2 separate regions of the Mus musculus genome follow, and region 2 is linked to region 1. A link is a contact called in public promoter capture Hi-C data. All regions are on one chromosome and are shown on one strand. Each heading gives the region's core, a stretch centred on a gene start, on an enhancer-like site or on the middle of the called end of the contact. The rest is flanking DNA. Distances are from core to core; before and after follow the strand shown.

Region 1 (7,856 bases), core at 3,173-5,672:
GGCAATGCAAAAGTTATAAAACCTAATACTTCACCATAAGGAAAGCATGTGTTAGTTAATGACCTTTGGCCATTTATAACTTTGGCAAAATCACCTGAGTTAGAGCAAAAGAAAAGACCAGGCCCCAGCCAAACTCGGTCATCTCTTGCACAGGCTGGCCCTTGTCTGCTCAGGTCTGACCTGCAAGCTTCACAGGCAGAATCTCTGCAAGCTTCGGAAAGGCTTTTGACTTTGCAAATGTCAAGCAGGTTACCCATCCCCCCTCTGAGCTCCGACTGTCAGCACACATATTTATATTTGTGCAAAATTACAAGTAAAACAACAGGGCAAAATGTTCCTTTCTCCACAGATCTTCCTGCTTAAACATCAGACCAACCTCTACTCCATTTTTTTCTTCTTGTATTTTCTGTCACTGACACCAGGACACAGGGTGGGTATCATTCATAGGTACCCATAGGTGGGTTGCTCTCTGTTATAAATGCACTTCAGGGAATACTGGGTATGGGCTGAGAATTGGGTGTGCCAATATGGGTCCACAGATACAATGAGACTAATTCTGGATCCTGCCCTGAGCCCTTTGGTCCTCTGAAGGTAACACTCTCAACCTCAAAAAGCCTGCCCTTGATTTTTTTTTCTGCCTATATCATGACCAGAATGATAAAGATGTGGAGAAGATAGGGTTTATTAGAATAAATTGGAGCACCCCAAGGGATGAGAACAGGTATTGCCTAGATGGAGCCCATGGAGGAAAACTCTCGTGGGCTGACAGTGGACAATGGCCAAGCTACATTTTTAAAATGTCTATTATTAGTGTGTGTTGTCTGTGTTTTTGTAGATGATACATGATTCTCTCCTTCCACCTTCATGTGGGTTTACTTGATGATCCCTTTTGTCAACCCATGTAACAGCTAGCATGTATTTATTTTTGTGTTAGTCCTAAAAAAATTTTTTTAATGTGTCTTTAAATGAGTTTTTAAAATTGTTGATTTAACTCAGTTTACACTACTTGCCTGACAACTGCCCAGGTTCAACCCCCAACACACACACACACACACACACACACACACACACACACACACACACACATTTGGATGCTTACCATATAGAGAAATTTGTAATAGTCAAAGGAAGACAGAGAGGAAAAAAAGGAATTACTTAGTTGTCAAAGCTGGTCTCAGAAGCAGAAGAAAGAAGCAATAATAATTTGCATAAGGAAGTCCTGTCCTTCAAGGAAGAAGGAATTTAAAAATTTCTTAGTAAATGAGGTTCAAATTTAAAGATTCCTTATGCTAAACTACACTCGCCCTTCCAGTTGTGTTGAAAGAAGCATACCGTTTTGGCTTTGAAGAGCAAGATTCAAAGGTCATCTCCAGTGTTAGAATAGAGCAGAGAATTAGAGTTGAATTGTTTCAACAGACTCAGGTCTCCTCCAAGTAGAAGTCACCAGCCTAAATAGACAAGGCTGGGCAGGAGCAGGATGCAACAGCAGCGGTGGGAGGGGGCGGGGGAGGTGGAAAGGCTGTGGATTCCACAGCCAAAAAGCCTCTAGCTCCCAGCAGGACATCAGTTTGCAGAAGTAGATAGACAGAAGGTATGGTGGCCCAGGAAACCCTTACACTGCAGTCTGAATTTCCATCAAAGAGCAGTGAGAGCAAACTGTCTCTCCATCACTGTGGTGTCTGAATAAGAACATTAAATAACAGCAGCTCTCCTGTCATGAGGTCAGTTTAACTGTGAGGAAACCCAGCAGTAAGCAAGGTACTACAATGCCATCAAAATGAGGCAATGGTGACTTTTATAGCAGCTGGCACTCCTACAAAGCCTCAAGGCCAAATGGCTTGGACTGTTCTCATACTTCTGAGCACCCATGGATTCCTGTTCTATAGTCGACCATCCTAGAACTACGGGGGTGGGGGCAGGGTAGGGGAAGGACTGGGCTCAAATGCTTCTACTACCAAGTGAGAAATAAAAGTGCCATATAGGAACTCACTGAAGAAATGACTTGTTCCATAAATAATATGGGGTTACCAACTAAATATTTATACGATGGCTTCCAAAGTCAACCAGGTTAGTAACTTTTATTGCATACAGGAATCATGGGTAATTTGAAGGGTGAACGATTGCTTATTGTGCCAGCATCCCAAGTTCCTCTGCCTTCAGAATCTATACTCAGCTAGTTCTCTGCTCCCATGCTGGCCTTACACTCAAGTAACCCTGAGAACAGCACTTCTGCACTTCTAAAGCTTTGTCTACAGCAGAGGTTCTCAGCCTTCCTAATGCTGTGACCCTTTAATACACGTCCTTATGTTGTGGTGACCCCCAACCCTAATATTATTTTTGTTGCTACTTCATAAGTGTTATGAATCTTAATGTAAATATCTGATATGCAGGATATATAATATGCTACCGCTGTAAAACTGGTCTCAACCCATAGGTTAAGAACTACTGGTCTAGACTTTTCCACTACCTTCCCCCAAATTAGAGATGCGATGCATGTAAGCTGGATCTGAAGCTGTCTATGCTAGATCTTCTAGGCTCCAGACAGTCTTACATCAGATAAAAGAATGAGGTTGGCCACTAGGCAGAGCTTCCTTCCTCAAGAAACAGCAAGTCGCTGTTGGTCTTTGAAACAGTTACAAAAGGTAAATGATGCAGCAGGTAACCACAGGGCAGAAAGAAGCAGGAGGCCATGAGCTCAGTAGGTTGGGAGTGAAGGCTGATCACAATCTGTGAAGAAAGCAAGTGTCTAAATATTAATGGAGCAAATACTCATACGTCATTGTCCCAGCCTTACATGTGACATATGCTCAGATTGTCCCATAAGATTTTCTCAAGTAATTGGCTTTTTTTTTTCTTGGTTAAAGTATTGCCATATGTCACTTCAGGTAATTTTCTGAAAATTTCTGAGTATTGCATGTCACCCATTATCATTTTCAATGTTGTTTTGCTATCTTGAAAAATAATAATCGATTTTAAAAAACCAAAGACTGCCAAGAATTTTTTGCTACCACTCCAAATCTGAAGTTTATAAATTATGTGATTATAGTTAATAATAGAAGGATTAACATACAAGTGGTAAAAATATATGTTAACATAATTAGATTTCTTTTTCTCAAGGGATGAAGGTGCTAATTCTTCTCCACAGGCAATGACCATAATTAATTTGGTTCTTTCATTTTTTTAACCCTAGAGCTGAAAGAAGAAATAGACGCTTGCCTCAATCCTCTATCCAGAAGATTGCTAACTGACATCTACTTACAAATGAAAATTTAGTTTTCTCGAAGGTCATCTCACTGGAGAAATGAACTATCCTTAAGGATTGGTCAGATGTAGGTGGCCAACAGAAAACTTAGTGACATCTTTGGAGGCTCTGTATTTCATAATATCGTCAGAGATTTTATTTTTTAACTTTATCTTCTTATAAATGTTTTATTATTTTCTTTCTTCCTCCCTTCCCCTTGCTTTCTCTCTTTCTTTTTCTTTCTTTTTTTAACTCCAAAGGTCCTTAGCACATATACTATGGCTTCTGGTTTGTGTTTCTATGGGAACCTGAGTATGTGAATGCTTGTATCTCTGTGTCTCTGTGTCTTGCGCTTTTCCTTGGACTTCTTTCCTTCTGTTGGTTTGTTTTCTCCTAGTCCATTGCTTTTGCCTTGGTTTTATCGTATTATGTTTCATTTTAGTTTATTATTATCCCTTGGCAGCCTGTTTTCTAATGAAAGACAGAAAGCAGGTAAATGCGGATGGAAGGAGACATGGGGGAGAACGGAAGAGTTGAGGATGGTAAAACTACAATCAGATTATTCTGTATGAAAAAAATTTATACTTTCAGGGATTGTTTTTTAGTTTGTTACTAGAAAAAAAACCTATATTTTGAATAAAATAATAAAGTAAAATTTAAATAATGATATGTTAAATTATTTAATTTGTATTATTTTGTTATTTTGTGTATTTTTGTAGGCATAATGTTTTTGTGTGCTATGTAAAGGTTATCCTTGTGTTATTCAAATGCTGTTTCTATGCCCTCATATCTTGCTTCAATCTGCACACTGGCACTTTTCTCAACTAGGAATATATGTGTATACACACAGGCCATACTGAACTTTATGGAACCCATTAAAATTCTGTCAAGTAGTAAGTATAAAATCCTATTTGATCTTTAAATTGCATGCTTTGAACTGTGAGTAAGAAAGAAGAGCCCTTTTTTTTTTTTTTTTGTATCCTTGTCAATACAAGCTTCTGTTTTGTGAATTGCCCAATCCTCTCATCGGCCTTATTTCACAAATCACCATTTTCTGTGAACGTGTAGGAATTTGTACGTAATCCTGGGAACAAACCTTTGACTGTGACATGTGTTGTAATGCCCTCTTCACCTTTGACTCATATCAGCTTGTTCATGACATCTGCACTAGTTGTCTGTTGCTGGGAGGCAAAGGGCCACAGACACCCCAGCTCAGAACACGCCATGTGCTTGGAACACGGCATGTTTGTTGTCTCACTGTTTCTGTGGGCTGAGATTCGGTTCTGGTTCAGCAAACCCTTCTGGTTCCGTGCCCAGGCTGTAACCGGGGTGTTAGCCGGAGTGCAGCCTCCTGTGAAGCATCAGCAGAGTTCTGATCAACTCGTCCTTTATCTACATGGCATTTCTAGTATCTTGCTTCTTTCCTGTTAGTCTTGGGGGTGTTCCCTTTGGGCCAGCTGATGCCACAGTAACCTGACTTCACTAAAGCAAGGCTGTACCTGGGACTTGTTAGTAGAACCTCTTGTTTTTAATATGGGAGTGGCAGACTCTGAAGATCAAGGCATTCTGTAAGTGAGACTAACTCTAGGGGAAGAAATTACCCAAAGCCACGAATGGCAAAGGGAAAGGATGAAAAGCAACTGTATTAAGACCTGTCTATCACAGTCTCTTGTTTAATTGTGCCATTCAGTTTCTGTCTTTGATTTTATGATAACAACCTGCTTGTTGACAGTTCTTGTATTGTTTTGTTCACATTTCATTCTGTCCTGAGGAAATAACCTACATTTTGCCAGTTAACTTTTCAAAGCTAGTTTTCATTTCGTTTTCTTTTATGGTTTGGACTATAGACAGACCTTTTTTACTATATAGAAAATTAAATATTCCAATACTTGTCCCCACAAATTTGGAGTCACATTACATTCATGTCCCACATGTAGTTTTGTTTTCCTTTTGTTCTTTTTTGTTCTATTTCTCTCCTAAGTTAGCAGTAGCAGCGTATCATAAACAAGACACCTACACTTAACTTTATACTGTCTACAGGATGGCCTTGTTGGGCATCAGTGGGAGAAGAGGTCTTTGGTCCTGTGAAGGCTTGATGCCCCAGTGTAGGGGAACACCAGGGCAGGTGGGTGGGTGGGTGGGTGAGCACATTTATAAAAGCAGGGGGAGGTGGGATGGGATAGGGGGTTTCAGGAGAGGAAACTGGGAAAGTGGGTAATATTTGAAATGTAAATAAATAAAATAACCAATAAAAAAGACTTTATACTATCTCCATAACTGGAATTCATATCACTTTCTTTCTTTCCAAAACAATTTTGGTTGTTATTGTACATTTTTCCTCTATGGTATTACTTCTAATATGTAGGAGATAATACGAATCACCCTAATGGCTTAACCACTTAGCCATTCTCTTCTCCAGCCATTAAAGAATTTTTATTACAGCATATTATTATAATTGTTTGTTGAAATATTAGTTACTGTTGTTAATTTCTTGCTGTGATAATTTACAAATTAAACTCCATCGTAGATATGTGTATACCGAAGAGCCGTTCAACCATGAGTACCACAGGCATAATATACACTGAGCAGCTTATAACCACCTGTGACTCTAGCTCCGAGAGTCCACTGCTCTCTTCTGGCCTCTATAAGTATGTGCACACACGTGATCATATATGCAACACAGACATATACACAAAAACAAAGGCACATGCCCATAACACACACACACACACACACACACACACACACACTAAAAATAAAATAGAACTTAAAATTTTCTTTAAAACTAGCTCTTTTGGATTGAATATGAAAGCTTTCTGACCAAGATTCATTAAGTGGAGTGTTGATTGCCAGCTGATGTCCTAAGAGTAATTTGGATATATAGGATTCTGACTTACTCAAAAGATTCATCATGTGATGAATTTCCAATCTGATGGTATTATTAAGAGGTGGGGAAAAGGAGGAAGTATAGCATAGTTGATGGAAGTAAGTCACTGAGAACATGCTCTGAAGATACTTCTTGTCCCTGTCCCCCTCACCTGGCTCTGCTTTCTGACCTCCATGAAGTCAGCAGGCTGGTCCTTCACCTGTGCTCACCATCATGGTGTTCAGCCTTGCCACAAAGTAATGTCACCAGACCATGCACTGAAACAGGGATCCAAGAGGAACCTCTCCCCTCTTAAGCGACTGATCAAGTGTTTTGTTTCAGAAACGAAAGTCTGTCTAACACAATTGCAAACTGTTTATTTCAGGGATTTTACAATGGTTAATTTTTAGCCACGGATGGCTGTTAGTGATTAAGGCTATAGGAATAAATGTATTACTGAGCACTCCTGCAAACAAGTTTTAAATGAATTTGTCAACTTCTTTGATAAATTTAATGTGCAGCTAAGTTGGAGTTTGTTTTAGATCCACTAATGGAAATCCAGCCAATTTTGTTGTTGTTGCCATTTCATGCTGCCTTCTGTCTGAATATTCTGGTCTTGTCGTGACTTTGACAATCCATAAAGTGGATCTCAGACTTCCATCACTGGATGGGTAGGAATCATAGTACCCAAAGCTCCAGTGTGGTTCTGTGCTACTCTGTAATGGGAAATGTGCCCATTTTAAAGAATCTTCCTGTTGTCACGCTGACTCTATTGAGCCATGGCATGATTGGAATTCTACATGACTATCCATGATCAGATCTGTTAGCTTCAGGCGCATCAGTGGACAACTAGAATCCACTTGGTAGCAATCAGGCATCTTTATAGGCAGTTTCTGAACCCAGAGGTGTGCTACATGATCTCTAGGCAACACGTGTTGCTCCTGTGTCTATCCCTTCTTACATGTGTCATGCCCCACCCCATATCCCTTTGCACATCTGTCACACAATAAAAGACTCCTCCCTGGCCCTCTCTCTCTTTCCTTCTACCCTTTTCCAGAGACTACTTCTGAACCTCCTCCCAACAAACCTCCCACGTGAGACCTGCTGCATGGTGTGATTTGTTAGGGAATGGGCCGCTTATTTCTAACAAGATTCAAATGTGTGTTCCCATGGCTTCACGGAACACAGCCGCTTCCCCCAAAGGCCTTTTAGTTGCAGAAGTAAGAAACTGTAAGTGTCCATCTTTTGCAATATAGTTCATTAAAATTCCATCCGACTTCAGAGCATGATTTGATGGCCCAAATTAATAATCCCATTATCCATAGGGCAACCAAGGAGAAACTGACTCTGGGATTTTTACATATCATTATCTCAAGTCCTCACCCCCAGAGCCACTGGTACACTGGAATCATATTGCTGCACTTCTCCCCCTCCCTTCTCTTCTCCTTCTCCATTTCATCCTTCACCCTTCACCTACCCTCTCCCCGCTCCCTCTCCTGCCTCTAAATTGAAGTCTTATTCAATTTTCTGTTACAGACATTTGTCACCTGTTTCCAATAAATGATTTAGAATGTTTCAGAAAGAGGAATTCAAAATCATCAAAGAAAACTTGTGGGTCTCTGTCTATGATGCTCATTTGCTCTCCTGTCTTTTTGAACTATGTGGGAATCTCTGACATTAGTGATTCTGTGTTCTTGCATGAAAACCTCAAACCAACCCCAAGAGAAAGTTGTTACCCTTCCTGGGATA
Region 2 (7,856 bases), core at 2,877-5,376, 500 kb before region 1:
ATGGCATGAGCTACTGTCTACTTGTAAACTAAGTCTTCTGCTAGAATTCAAAGTTCAGGGGACACCGGGTTTTACTGTGCATCCTATATCATGACTTAAGTCTCAAACTCTGGATCAAATAGCTGAGGTACCTACTTATATATCACAGTGGACCTAGCCACCAGGTTCTCCCAGCATCCTTCAGTCCCTGCCTGGTACATGCAACAGATGTCATTGCCTTCCCCAAGAGGCTCTTCCATACCTAAGCTAACCATGTTGGTTCCCTGCTCCTTTTTACCTTCTGCTTTCTTTCTTGGCTCCTACACTTAGACTTGGCTCCTCTCTTTCCCCTCTTCTCAATTGACTCAGGGTCATGTCCACACTGGATTCACCCAGATGGGCCTAGAAATTATAATCTAAGGAAAACTGGTGTGTTCAAACTACAGAGAGGAGGAAATTGAACATTTAGAAGAATATAACTTCACAAAGGCTTAAAGCAACAGAAGATATACAGATTGATGTGCAACATAGTAGGTCTACATTCAATCTCAGTAAAGACCTGCCTGCAGGTTACATTTACTGCACTGCTTAGTTAGAAACATAATGGATATCAAGATTGGTCATTTCATAAAGGGGGATGTAGGTGTGTCAGAGGAGAGAAATTTTTATGACATGCATAGCATTTGTTTACCTATAGTCATCTATGCGGTTAAACAACCCAGTAAGTTAACAAAAGAATTCTAAAACAGGGAGGAAGAGAAGGCAAGTGTAATGCCAGCAGGGCAGAGCTCTCCACATTGTATTCTCTCCAAGTGTAAATTATACTTTGTTGTTACACAGAGAAAACAGATCAGAATTTAACATACATGGAAAATGTAGCTTCCAACATCGCAGAGTATTGTATCTGGTTAGTATTTTATTCATTCTGTTGAAAGAACCAAAGTTGATGACAGTAGGGAGAGAAACCTTATCGAGGCCACCTCCAGCAGGAAGATAGGACATCAAGTGAGGAATGGATTGCCATCCCATAGTCACAAGTCTGATCCATAATTGTTCCAGTCTGAAAGAATTACAAGGATGGAAAATGGAGAGGAGCCTGAGGAAAAGAAAGTCCAGCCACAGGGCCAAAGCGGGATCCAGCTCAAGGGGAGGTCCCAAGGCCTGACACTATTACTGAGGCTATGGAGCTCTCACAAAAAGGGTTCTATCATGACTGCCCTCTAAAAGACCCAACAAGCAGTTGAAAGAGTCAGATGCAGATATTTGCACCCAACCAATGGACAGAAGCAGCTGACGTCTGTTGTTGAATTAGGGAAGGCTGAAAGAAGCTGAGGAGAAGGGAGACCTTGTAGGAGTAATCTGGAATCTGGAACCCCGAGATCTCTAACACTGGACCGCCAAACAGGCAGCATACACCAGCTGATATGAGGCCCCCAACACATATATAGTAGAGGACTTCTGGGTCTGTGTTCATTCAGAGATGACGTACCTAACTCTCAAGAGACTGGAGGCCACAGGGAGTTTAGAGGTCAGTTGGGGTGGGGGTGGGGGTGGGGGGACATGCATGTGGGAAGAGGTGGGCGAGGAGGAGATATGGGATGTGAAACAGTCAGAAGGTGGATTGGGGGTGGGGGGAATAAAATATGGAGTGTAAAAAAATAAATTAATTAAAAATACTTTTAAAAAAGCACCAAAGTTGATATTACAGAGGTGGTCAGAAATAAACCCCTGCCAAAAATCACTAACAGATGACAGAGCAGGCTAACAGGTTCAGTTATACAACTGTCAGACCACCAAAATCCAATTATAGACCACAAGGCCCTGACAACACACCCTCACCAGGAGTGACTCTGTAACTGTGATCTTAATATACATGCTCTGTGAGGGCACACAGATGACTTATAGGCCCCTAAATATGCTTAGATTCATGTTCTTAACTCTTGAAGGAAATAGGAAGTTCAGTAAAACAAAGTATGAACATGGATGGGAGTGGGAGCCATTCTTTAGACTGTGTTTGTTTCAATCCCTTCAAAATGCTCATTCTAGAACAGTAGTCCCTCTAGACCCCCTTTGGGGGTCACATATCAGATAGCCTACATACAGATATTTACATTACAATTCAGAAGAGTAGGAAACTTATAGTTATGAGGTAACAACAAAATAATTCTATGGTCGGGGTTCACCACAGCTTGAAGAACTGTGTTAAGGGGCCACAGTGTTAGAGAGAGTGAGAACTACTGCTTTAAAGGAAATATCACGCCCAAGAATTTACAGCTTCTTGTCTGCTATATTGTCTGTATACTCTGGATCATTCTGTGTACATCTGGAAGGCCTGCTTTTTAAGTAGCATAGTAATTAATTACGATGGGAAACCCCATTTTTAAAGTCACCTTTCGAGTCAATAGCTGAATAATTATTTGCTATTTAAACTTAAAGTGTATTTTTATTTCATGTTCTAACTAAATAACTACTACATGACTGCTGGTAATTCTATGTGGTGTGCAGGGGAAATAGGCTTAGACTGTGTTGATGCTGAGCACCCTCGGAGAGTTAGAAATGAAAATGGAATTAGAAATGGTGCCACGGGGTGGTGGTCGTGCACACCTTTAATTCCAGCACTTGGGAGGCAGAGGCAGGCAGATTTCTGAGTTTGAGGCCAGCTTGGTCTACAAAGTGAGTTCCAGGACAACCAGGGCTACACAGAGAAACCCTGTCTTAAGAAAGAAAGAGAGAGAGAGAGAGAGAGAGAGAGAGAGAGAGAGAGAGAGAGAGAGAGAGAGAAAGGAAGAAAGAAAGAAAGGAAGGAAGGAAGGAAGGAAGGAAGGAAGGAAGGAAGGAAGGAAGGAAGGAAAAAATGTGCCAACACCAACAAGAGAAGGAAGGATGCTCACCAGGTGCTACATTTTGTTTTGCAAAGGGATTTTATCTAATGCCCTATACCCAATGAAAACAATCTCTGTTGCTGAACATAGATGCTATTATTAAAAGATGTTTTAAATACATATATACTTAACAATTAAATTATTTTCAGATGGCAGCTTAACCCAAACTACATATTAAACGAATCAAAAATCTTCCACATGTATTAAACATTATCACCAAAAATCAGGTGAAGATGACAACTTTCAGGGTCCCCATCTAACATACCTTGGCTACTTCCTCTTGAAAAGCCACAAGATTCAAGTGGGAAATGTTCACCAGGTCTGGTCCATACACCACAGTTATCATGCGCTGTTCCAAGTGTCCGATGTTCCCAACATCCAGAAGTTCACGCAACTTGGGGTCCTGAATAAGAAATGTCAAAAAGAGTAGAATATAAGGAAAAATTCTAACATGGTAGAAAAACTTTAAATGAACTAGAAGTAGAACTGCCTTTTCCAGAAGAAACTTATATGAATAGAAGTCTTCCATTTTACAGTGACTGGAGAGATCAGAGCTATGGAGGAAAACTTTCCAGTTCAAGACATGTGGTTTTCAGTGAAGTACTCGTTCCATCATACGGCCATCCTACAACACACTTTTATGCATCAGAATTATTCTTCTATTCCCTCCCATCATCTAATGAGTTATACATTGAAATTGAAGAATCTTATCTTTTTCATCCCATAAATGGACATGTTAAAACAAACAAACAATCAAACAAACAAAAGACAATCTTATGGAATAAAAATGCTCATTTCTGCTACAGTTTAAACAATTAAATTGCTACTAGAAGCATATGTGTTGGTATTATTGGTAAATGGTCCGAAGTTAGGGAGTAGAATTGAGTCTTATTGGAGTCTTCTGATAACTGCGAGCATCCCTGCAAAAGTGATATTGAACCCTATACCTCTCCTCTTCCTCTCCTTTAGCTTTTCCAGGCCATGGAATGAATGGGTTTGCTATGTGCTTGTTTTTGTGAGATGTGCTGTTCACCCACTAGATCGCCAAGAGCAGTCATAGACTGGAACCCTAAAATATGAGCAGAGCTGAGCCCATTGTCATTATAAGCTGGTTGTCTCCAGGATTTGCAACTATCACAGAAAAGTTCCTGGGGCAGAAACATGACTAAGTCTCTTGCTGTGACCTTTCTTCCGCACTGAGTACAGATATAAAAGACAGGGTGTTAGCATGAGCTTTGCATATGACAGTTTAAGTCCCTCACTTAGTATGTTCTGGGATTTGGACATGGGAAGCTTGCTATACTTTCTGAGCAAGCTACAGTCTTTTGGAACCCTATAAGTAACAATCCCTTGGAGATATAGTTTTTTTTTTTTTTGTTTTTGCTTTTTTTTTTTTCTGGGAAAGGGAAGTTTCCAAACTCGCAGAACTCAAAATAAAACTGAAAATAGGGCTTAGTCAACTTGGCTGCATTTATTTCCCTCCCACAGGACAGGCCCTGTAGGACTTTTCAGTCCATGCAGAAAATTAGCATCAAATCAATCACTTAGCAAATTTGTTGCCAGCTTCTGAGCAGGACCAGGGTTGCATTTCTATTTATCTAGCAAACGCCAGGCCACCAAGGCCCGATTCCTGAGCTGGTTACTCTTGCCTTCTTCTGGGGATTTTTATAAACCCTTGCAAAGAAAAAAATGAATTAAAAAAACAGAATAAAAATAAGCAAAATCTTTCCAGCTAAGTCACTCACTCTGTATCATCCATTTTCCCTTCACTTGATAAACCTTTCTCTTCTGTGGCTGCAGGAAGAGGTACACTTTCAAGCAAGCTATGGTGAAGTAAACCTTGCCCTAAAGGGCTGACAATTCAATTCCACCAGTAAGGCAAGAGCATATGAAGCCAAGTGAAGCCTCCTGGAAAGATGAGCAGCTTCCCTCAGAACATCACTTCTGTAACCCATAAAAGGAGAGTTATAGACTCAAACAAAGTGCGGGATTTCAGCGCTGTAGAACCACCAGAAGATGAAAAGGGAATCAGCAGGCATGTGATATATCACTGAAACTGGAGAGCTAGAGGCATGTAGAGGCTCTCCAAAGGGGGTGCCCAAATGATGCTCAAAGGATTTCCAGAATTCTGTCTGCTATAACAATATTACTGCAAGATACAATCAGCAAGGATGTACATGGAACAAGGCATCCTTGTATGTTTTACTACTAATGGCTGGTGACATACATACATTAAAAGTCCCTTGGTCTTTATGTAGTTAGTGTTGGTGTATGGGCTTAAGTTGATAAAGCAGGCACTGAAAGAATTGACAATGGAACTTGAGTATTGGTGAGTCTATGGGAACTCTTCACCTATCTTCCTTCCTTCCTTCCTTCCTTCCTTCCTTCCTTCCTTCCTTCCTTCCTTCCTTTCTTTCTTTCTTTCTTTCTTTCTTTCTTTCTTTCTTTCTTTCTTTCTTTCTTTCTTTCTTTCTTCTTTTTGTGGTTTTTCGAGATAGGGTTTCTCTGTATAGCTCTGGCTGTCCTGGAACTCACTTTGTAGACCAGGCTGGCCTCGAACTCAGAAATCTGCCTGCCTCTGCCTCCCAAGTGCTGGGATTAAAGGTGTGCACCACCATGCCCGGCAACTCTGCATCTTTCTAACATAAATTTTTAAATTATTTTTGAACATAAACTAGAAGAGCACCTAGATTGGAGATATAATCTCTTAATAATAATGCTAATAGTTTAAAATCATATAGTTCAGGATACAAAATGAGAAATGATTTAAAATATCTAACAAGAAAGTTGATTTTTAACATCCATTTTTATACTTTAGAGTGTGATATTTTAAGCTGTATTTCAATTTCTCTTACACCATTGCTCCTTTTAATCTTGTCTATACTAATACTATAACTTCTCAAGTGTGGATCATCTCTCAGCATAGCCACTTGAGAGGTGTATGCTGATAAGGAGACAGATCTCTTCAAGTACCACAGGCTGTCTCCAGCAGCCTTAGACCACCAGATTGTGCAAAGGAATAACCCAGGGAAACCACCTTCATCAGCTTCACAGATGCGAACCTTGAAGATGCAAAGAATTCAGTGAGCATAGAGGTCTACACTTTTGGAAAATGAGTGTCGTATTCTAACAACAAACATGCAGAATCAAAATTGTAACAAGGACAAAGGCCTGTCATAGTTGGTCTGCGAATTACTTTGTGCCCTAAGGCTTTTGTCCCAAGCAACATTTTATGAGTCTCAAAATTCTTGATAGGTCGTCAGAGGAGACTCAACCACTCAGATTCAAGAGCACTTCAACATGTCAATACAAAGACTAGAGCTGTTTTTAAGAACAAACTTTCCCTAAATTCTGTAAAGACTCTAGCCTTTCCAAGAGTCTTAAACAATATAACAGAGGGAAAACTAAGAGCTGAGGTGCGCTCAGAATCTTGCATCGCTCAGCATCAAGGCTTAGTTTCCACAGATAATATTCTTTCTGTGTCTCTCCAGTTGGAGCTAATCAGAGCAACTATGATCCCTGGAGGTTTTCAACTCTTGAGTTATCTCTCTTCCTGTAAGAGTTAAGAAGCAGAACTGGTCTGGATAAGTGATTCCATTTTCTCTCAGTCACCAGGACTCACGGTTAATTTACTCCATGTTCATTCTAAAGAACAGAGAGTTTTGCTGTGGGTAAGGTTAGTTAGTTACTACCATCCCTTGGTAACTGACTCCTGAGCAAAGTAAGAAGTGAGCTAAGAAAGGGGAGCTCAAATATGACATGATGAAGTAATTATATAATTCTGAATACCAGAGACAAATGAAAACTTTTCACATAAGTTGGCTTTGTTTGTTCTGATTTTATGAATACTAAGCTGGCGCTGGAGGCTTAGGGTTAAGACCAGGGGCTGCTCGTCCAGAGGACCTGAGTTCAATTTCCAGCCTTCCCATGGTAGCTTACAACTGTCTGTAAGTCCAGTTCAAGGGGATCTGACATCCTCGCACAGACATACATGCAAGCAGAACACCAATGCATTTAAAATAAAAATAAATAAATCATTAAAAATAATGCATGCCAGTTTGTAGCTTTACTAGTCAACCTGACTTTTAAGGAAAAGTTATTTTATTTGTTTGCTAGGCTTTCAGGTACAGAAACTGTTTGCCGATGCAAAGGAACCTACCATACTCATTTTTTTTTACTGTTATGAAATATGTCTTTATGAGATTTTAGATTTATTCAATACTTCTTATATGAAGACAATTCTAGTCTCAGAACTTAATACAAGGTTCTCAAGCTGAATTACATCACTCATGAGAAAAGTTAGAAATGTGAAAGTCATTTGATCAATACATTTGATCAGTGTAATAATTGTAAATAGAAAGGCATATTTCTTGGTATGATTCAATGAGATTGGTATAAAAATCCTGTGTATAGTTCAAATGGCAGAAAAATGAAACAGCATATGCAGTCACTTTCAAAACAGCTATTTTTTTGTCTGCATGTATGTATGTACACTCTGTGTATGCTCAGTGCCCTCAAAGATCACAAAAGTGCATCAGATTCCCTGAAACTAGAGTTATAGATAGGTGTGTGTCTTAGTCAGGGTTTCTATTCCTGCACAAACATCATGACCAAGAAGCAAGTTGGGGAGGAAAGGGTTTATTCGGCTTACACTTCCATGCTGCTGTTCATCACCAAAGGAAGTCAGGACTGGAACTCAGGCAGGTCAGGAAGCAGGAGCTGATGCAGAGGCCATGGAGGGATGTTCCTTACTAGCTTGCCTCCCCTGGCTTGCTCAGCTTGCTTTCTTATAGAATCCAAGACAGCCAGCCCAGAGATGGTCCCACCCACAAGGGGCCCTTCCCCCTTGATCACTAATTGAGAAAATGCCTTACAGTTGGATCTCATGGAGGCATTTCCTCAACTGAAGCTCCTTTCTCTGTGGTAACTACAGCTTTGTTAAGTTGACACAAAACTAGCCAGTACAGTGTGATTGCCATGTAGGTACTAGGATTT

The links. Capture Hi-C pulls out chosen DNA fragments and counts their contacts.
Region 2: a promoter capture Hi-C map of adipose tissue shows a contact between it and region 1, with 4 times the contacts expected there. The contact joins two enhancer-like sites. A contact is called at or near these places in 7 of 39 promoter capture datasets (the 3T3-L1 cell line, the C10 cell line, the HPC-7 cell line and 3 more) and 2 of 9 other capture datasets (adipose tissue and pancreatic islet).

Annotation. Positions count from the first base shown.
Region 1 is chr2:134,720,842-134,728,697 of GRCm38.p6, reverse strand. No RefSeq gene overlaps it. Among named protein-coding and RNA genes, the nearest start is that of Gm14037, 7.2 kb to the left of the region's middle. Within about 2 kb of position 4,422, at least 15 of the 459 cell types and tissues checked have an H3K27ac peak or open chromatin away from gene starts, as enhancers often do. A contact at or near this core is called in adipose tissue, where this site is marked.
Region 2 is chr2:135,216,126-135,223,981 of GRCm38.p6, reverse strand. Plcb1 (phospholipase C, beta 1) reads right to left here. Exons shown (of 32, transcript NM_001145830.1): 4 at 3,127-3,264. Among named protein-coding and RNA genes, the nearest start is that of 4930545L23Rik, 4.4 kb to the right of the region's middle. Within about 2 kb of position 4,126, at least 8 of the 459 cell types and tissues checked have an H3K27ac peak or open chromatin away from gene starts, as enhancers often do. A contact at or near this core is called in adipose tissue, where this site is marked.